2 separate regions of the Rattus norvegicus genome follow, and region 1 is linked to region 2. The links are chromatin contacts, called in public Hi-C maps. All regions are on one chromosome and are shown on one strand. The core of a region is the stretch at or near the end of the contact, and the rest is flanking DNA. Distances in the headings are between cores, read along the strand shown.

Region 1 (4,035 bases), core at 1,031-3,530, 47 kb before region 2:
CCTGCTTGGGCCAGCCCTTCAGGCACGACGAATTTTCATCTCAGTGCGCTTGAGGGAGTAGTAGAAGCCTTTCCACTGGGCCCAGTTGATGCCATTGGCATAGGAGAGGTGGGACCCACCCAGGTAGAAGCCGTTGAGGTTGGCAAAATGGCAGCTTCTGAACCAGAAGGCTCCTGAGGAGAGGGCTGCACAGTTCTGCACAAAGAGGTCCTGGTCTCGATCAAAGGTGGAGAACTTCTGGCCACTGTGGTAGGACAGTGAGTCACCTGGCAAGAGGGAGGAAGACTAGAAAAACTGAGGCCAGGAGCTGAGAGGGTGACAGCAGTTGATGAATGACACTTGGGATGACATTATGTGGCATCCTATTGGATGAGGGCACCCTCCCTGAGCCACGAAGAGAACAGCTGTAATTCTGCAGAGCTGCCTGGAGCAGGGCCACTTGGAGCAGGGCCAGGGTGTTTGTTCCCTGGGGCTGAGCTTCATGCAGTTGAGTTAGTCTGTGGAGAGCTATGGCTCTTTCACACCCAGAAGGGTTGAAGGAGGAGCCTCAAGGAACCAATGGAGCAGGGCCAATCCTACATTATTGACCCACCCCCTACCCCTTCCATTGCCCCTGAAGAAGCTGAGAGGGGTACCTGCCCCGCCATCCTCGAAGCCAGCCACGTAGAGGGTATAGCCATCCTCCTCCGCACTGACCGCATTGGGGGAGATGGAGAAGTCAACATACTTAGCATAGGCTGTGTTGTTCTCAAAGTCTTCCAAGTCCACGCGCAACTCATACTTCTGCTTCAGTGTCAGGAGGTGCAGGTTCTGCAGCCCTAGGTAGGGGTGGCAGCTGGTCAGCCAAGAGTTGGCTAAGGGGCAGCCCCCACCCCATGACCCCACCTTACCCAGCCAGTACTCCCCGTCAGCACGGCCGAAGCCCAGCTTGTAGTCGTTCCAACCCCGGAAGAAACTCACTGAGCCGTTGAATCTTTTCTGGAAAACCTGGAAACAAGTGACAAGGGGCTGGATGACGGGGGTCACCCTCAGGTGGCTCTGAGCTAGTTTATAAGGGACTTTAGTGGGTATTAGGGAGCTGCCAAAACAGAACACACACTGCCCCCAGGCATCTCATTGAACATCTGCTGCTAAAAATGGGGTACCTACCAGGCCTTTTGTCCACTGAGAGACAGGAAGGGGAAAAGATTAAGGGGGAGTCAAGGCCTGTAGAAATAGCTTAGTGGCAAAGCACCCACCTAGCCTAGAGGCCCTGGATTCCGTCCCAGCACCACGTGATAAAAACAGCAGGAGGATCTAGAATACTTGGCTGCAAGTTCTGGTACTGTGTGGCCCAAGGCTAACAATGCTACTTATCTGGGCTCGAAGTTCCTCATTTAGAAAAGGCACCTACCTACCACTAAGGACAGCAGGCACCTTCTCGGGCACACAAGTGTTAGCAGCCCTGGAGCCAGTCCCCATAAAGATGAGAAGCCCACTTCACAGAGATGACACCCAGAATCGTGCATCTGCCTGAACCCCATCTGGCCTGAGGCCCCTTTACCTACTCACCGTCCACTTGCCACCCTCGGTTGTCATGTCACAGAAGACAGGGACCGGCACACTGGGGCCATAGGGGTAGATGAGGTACACCCCATCTTCCTGATAGCCCTGCATGTAGATATCATCACAGTCCAGGGGTTGCTGAAGGCAGGACTTCTCCAGAGCTGCAAGTGGCAGTGTGGGGACCGTGAGGAGAAAGACTAAGGCATACAGACACCTCCATATCCCACTTTTGCTCAGGGCCTAGGCGACCCTGTCATGAGAAGTTTGGAGATTTCTCTAGGGTGAAACCCGCCACTTTGTAGAGGAGGAACAGTCCCGCAGAGCCTGACTTAGAATGGCCTCATCCAGCCTGCTGACCAGGCCATGTCTGTGAATGGGGGCCGCTTACCATCTCCCCGGATCCCGGAGGCTTGTGGGGCGCAGGGAGGAGGCGTGGAGAGCAGCAGCAGCAGCAGTGGCAGGCCTGAGAGGGTCTGGTGATGAGAAATGGGATGAGTGTAGACTCCAACACGGGCCAGACACCTCCCAGGGCTCTCCCGGCCTGAAAGCTGCCCTCTGCCCCCCCCCCCTCTATTTTCCGAGGAAGGCCCAATATCCCCAGAACTTAAGTTTCAAGAGAACCCCATGATGCTTCTCTGTTCCCTATCTGGCTAGTGGCCTGTCTCCACAAATAGTCTTGATCCTCCAGGCCAGTACCTTCATGCTGTTAGCTCAGTTGAGAGAGGCTGGCTGTCTGGGGCCCCAGACTGCAGCCGCCCACAGTTATGTGTTGGGTCTGAGCCCACAGACCCAGCTCCGCCCCTGGAACTGCAAAATGCCCCCCACCCCCACCCCAACAACCAGCCCCCAGCATCAGCTTACATTGTCAGGGGCCAGAGGACCACCTGGGCCTCATTAGGCCTGTCAGGGAAGCACTGAGGACCAGACATTAACTCCTTACCGACTGCAACTGCTCCCTGAACCCCACTCTGCCTTCTGGGCCCTTTGGCAACCCCAGCTGGCCTCTGCCCACCCCCCTGCTTCCTGACAGGCCCTCTGCAGATGTCTGCGTGTCCCCCACTCCCAACTAGTCTGTTCCATCAGCTATTTGGGGATGGGAGGGATAGAGGCGTCCCTGGAACTGAGATAGGGGTCTCCACTTGGGAATGGGAAGGCTAGGGGAGGCAGCCCCAAAGCTCCTGATGTGGGAGCTGCCTGGCCTGGTAGGAGACAGAGCCAGCAGGGGCCCGATGTCTCCTGGCAAGCTTGGGACATTTCTGAGCCATGAGCACAAAGCTGCAGGCGGCCAGCAGTTCTGTCTGCCTCAACTGGAGCCAGGGTCCTCTCCCAACTCCTTCCTGGCCCCCTCCCCTGCCGGGTGTCCATGCCCCCACCCTTTCTCCTCCTACAGTTCCCTGGCCCATCTGGGGTGCTTTTGTTTCTCCTCACTCTGCCCCTCCTCCCTTCCAAGCCCATCTGCTCTCCCGGCTGAGTCTCTCAAGCCCTTTCTCCTCGGTCCAGACTGAGCCCACTGCGGCTTTCTTTGTCTGCCTCAAGCCTGGTTTCTGCGTTCCTCCTGCCTTCCTTGCCTCCCAGCCTCGTCTGCTTTTGTTCTCTGCTCCTTCCAACCTCTGTGTGCAGGAGGAGTGTCCTAGTGCCTGGTCTGTGTGCAGGGAGAGTGTCCTAGGTGCCTGGTCTGTGTGCTGGAAGAGTGTCCTAGGTGCCTGGTCTGTGTGCAGGAGGAGTGTCCTAGGTGCCTGGTCTGTGTGCAGGGAGAGTGTCCTAGGTGCCTGGTCTGTGTGCTGGAAGAGTGTCCTAGGTGCCTGGTCTGTGTGCAGGAGGAGTGTCCTAGGTGCCTGGTCTGTGTGCAGGAGGAGTGTCCTAGGTGCCTGGTCTGTGTGCAGGGAGAGTGTCCTAGGTGCCTGGTCTGTGTCCCCCTGTTTAAGCCTCCGGTGACTCTCCATTCTCTCAACACTGACGCCAACATTTTCCCCAGGGACTGGAAAGGAGTTACCAGTCTGGCTCAGCCTCCCTTCAAGAGCGTGGTCCTTACTGCCTGACTCCTACACTTTGTCTAGATACCCAGACTTCTGGCCAGCAGGTCCCTGGGCCTTTGCCTGGTCTGTTCCTCATGGTGCCCACTGGCCTTTCCTTTTGTCTAGGATGCTAGTGGGCAGTGCTCACTGCCTCCCGCTTCTGCACCCTCAGTACCTGTCATAAAGCTTACATATTCATCAAGGACAGCTATGTGCTATCCAATATGTTTGCTGCTGGGGATGCGGAATCAGCTTCTGGAGTGACCAACGTGTTTTGGATAATGAACCACAATGCCCTGAAGGGACAGAGATGTGACAGGTGAACATGCGAGATATCCAGAGCAAAGAGAGAGCTTAGATCCTGTCTCTAACCCTGGAAAAGAGAAAAGACCCAGGAAGAGCCCCCACGGGGCCTCCTTGGCATGGAGTACGGTTGCTCTTGGTAGTTGTGTTGAGTCTTGGGGGTTCCAGAGTT
Region 2 (3,931 bases), core at 1,363-3,862:
GCATGGCTTCCTAGCTTTGGCCCATATCCCCCAGGCCCAGGCTCCTCAGCCCAAGGAATCTCTTCCTCAGACACAGAAGATGACTTCTCCCACCATTTCCGGGCCTACATCTCGGATGTGCTGAGCACAGCCCCTCAGCATGCTAAGAGCCGCTGCCAAGGGTACTGGAGTGAGGGTCGCGCCATGGCCAGGGGGGACAGACGCCTACTCACAGGGCAGCAGCTGGCACAGGAGATCAAGGTGTGAAAAGTTCCCGGGGAACCTGGCCTCTGGAGGCGCCTACCCTCCCTGACTGACTGTGATGTCTCTGCAGAACCTCTCCGGCTGGATGGGGAAGAGTGGGCCCAGTTTCAGCTCTCCAGATGAGGTAATGAGCCCCTCCCCTTGGGAAGGATAGGGTCGGGGAGGGTGGCCTGAGGTAAGGGTCCGCATGCCCCGGGAGAGGAAATGGAGGATCGGGGATATCCCTGGTTGAGGAGGAAAGAGGCAGGCAGCCTGGGTTTCCCCGTGGACAGATGGCTGCTCAACTTCATGACCTGAGGAAAGTGGAAGCCGCCAAGAAGGAGTTTGAAGAGTATGTGAGACAGCAGGTGAGCCTCGGGGTGTGCAGGAGAGGGTGTGCAGGAGAGGATGCCTGAGGACCCAGTTGGACCCCCCTTTTCCTTACCGCTGCCCCAGGACATAGCCACCAAGCGCATCTTCTCTGCACTACGAGTACTGCCCGACACTATGAGGAACCTCCTCTCTACCCAGAAGGATGCTATCTTGGCCCGCCATGGTGTGGCCCTGTTGTGCAAGGAGAGAGAGCAGACCTTGGAGGCCCTGGAAGCCGAGCTGCAGGCAGAAGCCAAGGCCTTCATGGACTCCTACACAATGCGCTTCTGTGGCCACCTGGCCGCGGTAGGGGGCGCTGTAGGTGCTGGACTCATGGGCCTGGCAGGGGGTGTGGTGGGCGCCGGTATGGCGGCAGCAGCGTTGGCTGCAGAAGCTGGGATGGTGGCAGCCGGGGCAGCGGTGGGTGCCACTGGGGCTGCTGTAGTTGGGGGTGGTGTGGGTGCTGGGCTGGCCGCGACGGTGGGCTGCATGGAGAAAGAGGAAGATGAGAGAGTTCAAGGAGGAGACCGAGAGCCCCTACTCCAGGAAGAATAACAGCTAGGAGATGTCGAAGCGGGAAATATGTGGAAGGCAGGAGGAAGGGTGTGGACATGCCAGGGACTCAGACAAGACCACGTATATACTGGGCGAATGCCCCATGCCAAACATTGGCTGAGCTGGGGTTTTAAGGTCGGTCCCGAACCCTGAGGAGGCCTCTGGCCATGAGGCTGTGCTTGGAGTGCAGCAGATAGGGTGTAAGGCCTGTTTCTGACTATGGCTAATTGCTATTCACTGGAACCTAGGATCTCCCACCACATAAGGCTCCACCTCCCCTACCCGGCTCCAGTTTATTTCCCTGGTGGGTCTCAGCCTGGAAGTTTGGCCCTGGATCCCGAACCCCATCCGTTTTACAGTTGGGATAGGTCCCAGCATAACTCGCTTTGGAGCTGGGGGCCCCTAACAGGGAAGACAAAGGGATGGGAATGATAGAGCTATAACTCTAGAGTGGCCACTTGTTCCCAAAACTGTTCCGGAAGGCCAGACTTGGCTGGCCTCCCTGCTCTTCAGTTGGGTGTCCAGATGTGTGTCCTGAACCGCCCTGTACCCCAGCCTCCTGCAGTCCTCCTAAGCCTGTGCCCTGTGCCAAGCCCATTTGGATGGATCAACACAGATTACATGCCAAAGAACCACACCTCTGATTGCATTCTGTGCTAAAGCAGGCCCTGCCAGGCTCTGCCAAAGTGTGGTAAAGGGAAGTGCAGGACATGGGCTCCGTCTTAAATACATCCTTCCCCTTGAGCTGCGGGGCCTCTGTGCCACACTGTAAGACCCCTTGGATGCAGCCCTCTGAACGACAAACCCCCAGAGAGCTTGCGAACAGGGAGCCTCTTTCGGGGAATGGAGATTTCTAAAGAGACTTCTGGGCTATTAAACTATAAAGGATGTTGGGCATATGACCCTTTATTTTATATAAAAATAAAATGTGTGTGTGTGAATGGCAACTTCTCAGTACATTACTGAAATAAGACTTTGGCCTCCCAAGGAATTTGGGGTAGTGGGGAGGTGACAAGGGGTTCCATTACCGGGATGTGGGGACAGGGACATTGAAATTCGAAGTGATCTGAAGAGTACCTTGCTCTGTCTTGGCAGTAGGAGGCCTTGGCCAAGAGCCAAGTACACAGCCACTTTTGCAGGCTTGTCTGCTGGAGCTTTGGATCCTCTTGTCGGTCCCTGGAGAAGCTGATTCTGATGACCCTGTCAGTCAGTAGGGAGCTGACTTCTGTTCCAGCAGAAGACAGAAGGAGACATGAACAGGAAGACTTTGGTCAGATCCTGGAAAAGGGAGAAGCCGGGATCCATTGTGCAGGTCTAGGCAGTGGACACTGGAGTCTTCCTCCCGCCTCCAGAGTTACAGCATGCTCACTCTGTCTAAATTCTGCATTGCACAGAGGCAGACCCAAGACAGAGTCTCAAGTAAGACTGACCAGCTGCCCCAGGGAGATGCAGAGAATCTGGCACAGGCACTGCACAGTCAGACTCTGAAAAATGTGCTGTTGAGGGCTCTGCTGAAATCAAGATGTTCCTTTCTGGAGGCTGCTGCTTGCACGTCCAGCTCAGGGAAATTGTGAGGCGTGGTAGAGAATACGGCCTGGGACTGATGGACAGATACATAGGAACATCCCGGAGCTGGGGAGGAGGCTGGGTAGGGCAAGGGCAAATGAGGGAGACTCCTTTTGGAAACTAGGCCATGCATGGGGACAGGGTCTAGATGGTGTGTGGTGTTTGTGGAGCTAGGCTTTCTGGGCGTATCACAGATCCCTTCCACTGTCATCTGGAAGACACATGAGTTGCAAAGTCTCCCAGACATCGGGGCTGGCAAGCGTAGGACATAAGGCCCTTCGAGGACTCAGAGGGCGGTGCTGTGCAGCTTAGGATCCCCCTCCCACAAGAACTTGGAGGAAACTCCAAGGTCAGCTTTGTGCTCACTGAACAGATGGGAGAAATTGGCTCAGTTAGAGAGCCTTTTGCGGGGGCAGGGGAGGGGGAAGGATATTCCATGGTATTTGTCTTGGGCCTTGTATCTTTCAAAACCAGGTTCCCAAGTAGCTCCTCCTTAAGCCCGGAAGCCATCAGCAGTATACCTTTGTATAGAGGAGGACGTAGGAGCTCAGGGAAATGGTGTGTTTCTGTGTTGCCGATACTACCAGTGACAGACAAACTGGGACTTGAACTCAGGGTTTCTGATGTCAGAATCCCTTGCTGGGCAGAGCCGGGTCTCTCCAGACCCCCCCCCCCCCAGACAACCTTCTGACTCTAGGTGGGTTTTGAGTATGTGATTCCAGTTTTCATTCTCACAGTAAAATCCTCGAGGCCCTGCATGTTATCAAGAGAAGTTTCTTGAACTCGCAGTTCTGAAGGTCCAAGGACATGTGCTGCTATCAGTGTGGCTCTGTTAAAGACTTTGTGGTGCTTGGCATAGATGGGGAGGAGGGTGTATAAGAGGCAGCCCTCACGTGGCCAGGCAGGAAGCCAGAGAGAGGGTTTCATATGAACTACATTAACTCCTACTGAGGGTTGTATCCCTAGTGACCTGATCTAGGCCCCGTCTCTTAAAGGTCTGATGAGGGCCAAGTGTCCCATTTATGAGCTCCAAGATACCTTTAAACAATACCCCAAACTAGTCCTGGGCTTTCGACATTGGTTCTGTGATCTACCAGACATTAACGCAGGCCTCCAGGGTTCAGTGTCTGGGGGAGAGATTGCTGCCGTACCTTGCAGCTCCCAATTCTGAGTCTCCCTAGTGTTGAAGATGCCAAGTGCACAAGGCACAAAGAGG

The links. A called contact is a pair of places that touch in the nucleus more often than the background predicts.
Region 1: a Hi-C map of psoas muscle shows a contact between it and region 2, with 1.8 times the contacts expected there. The contact joins the promoter of Mfap4 here to the enhancer-like site in region 2. A contact is called at or near these places in 2 of 12 Hi-C or Micro-C datasets (prefrontal cortex and psoas muscle) and 1 of 1 datasets of contacts at active chromatin or transcription factors (oligodendrocytes).

The regions. Positions count from the first base shown.
Region 1 is chr10:46,664,898-46,668,932 of GRCr8, reverse strand. Mfap4 (microfibril associated protein 4) reads right to left here and starts at 2,280. Exons shown (of 6, transcript NM_001034124.2): 1 at 2,242-2,280; 2 at 1,934-2,018; 3 at 1,552-1,706; 4 at 891-987; 5 at 636-818; 6 at 1-266. The coding sequence starts at 2,247. The coding sequence ends at 19.
Region 2 is chr10:46,618,767-46,622,697 of GRCr8, reverse strand. Rnf112 (ring finger protein 112) reads left to right here. Exons shown (of 14, transcript NM_138613.2): 11 at 71-240; 12 at 314-367; 13 at 516-590; 14 at 679-2,096. The coding sequence ends at 1,149. Among named protein-coding and RNA genes, the nearest start is that of Rnf112, 5.4 kb to the left of the region's middle. Within about 2 kb of position 2,612, at least 24 of the 93 cell types and tissues checked have an H3K27ac peak or open chromatin away from gene starts, as enhancers often do.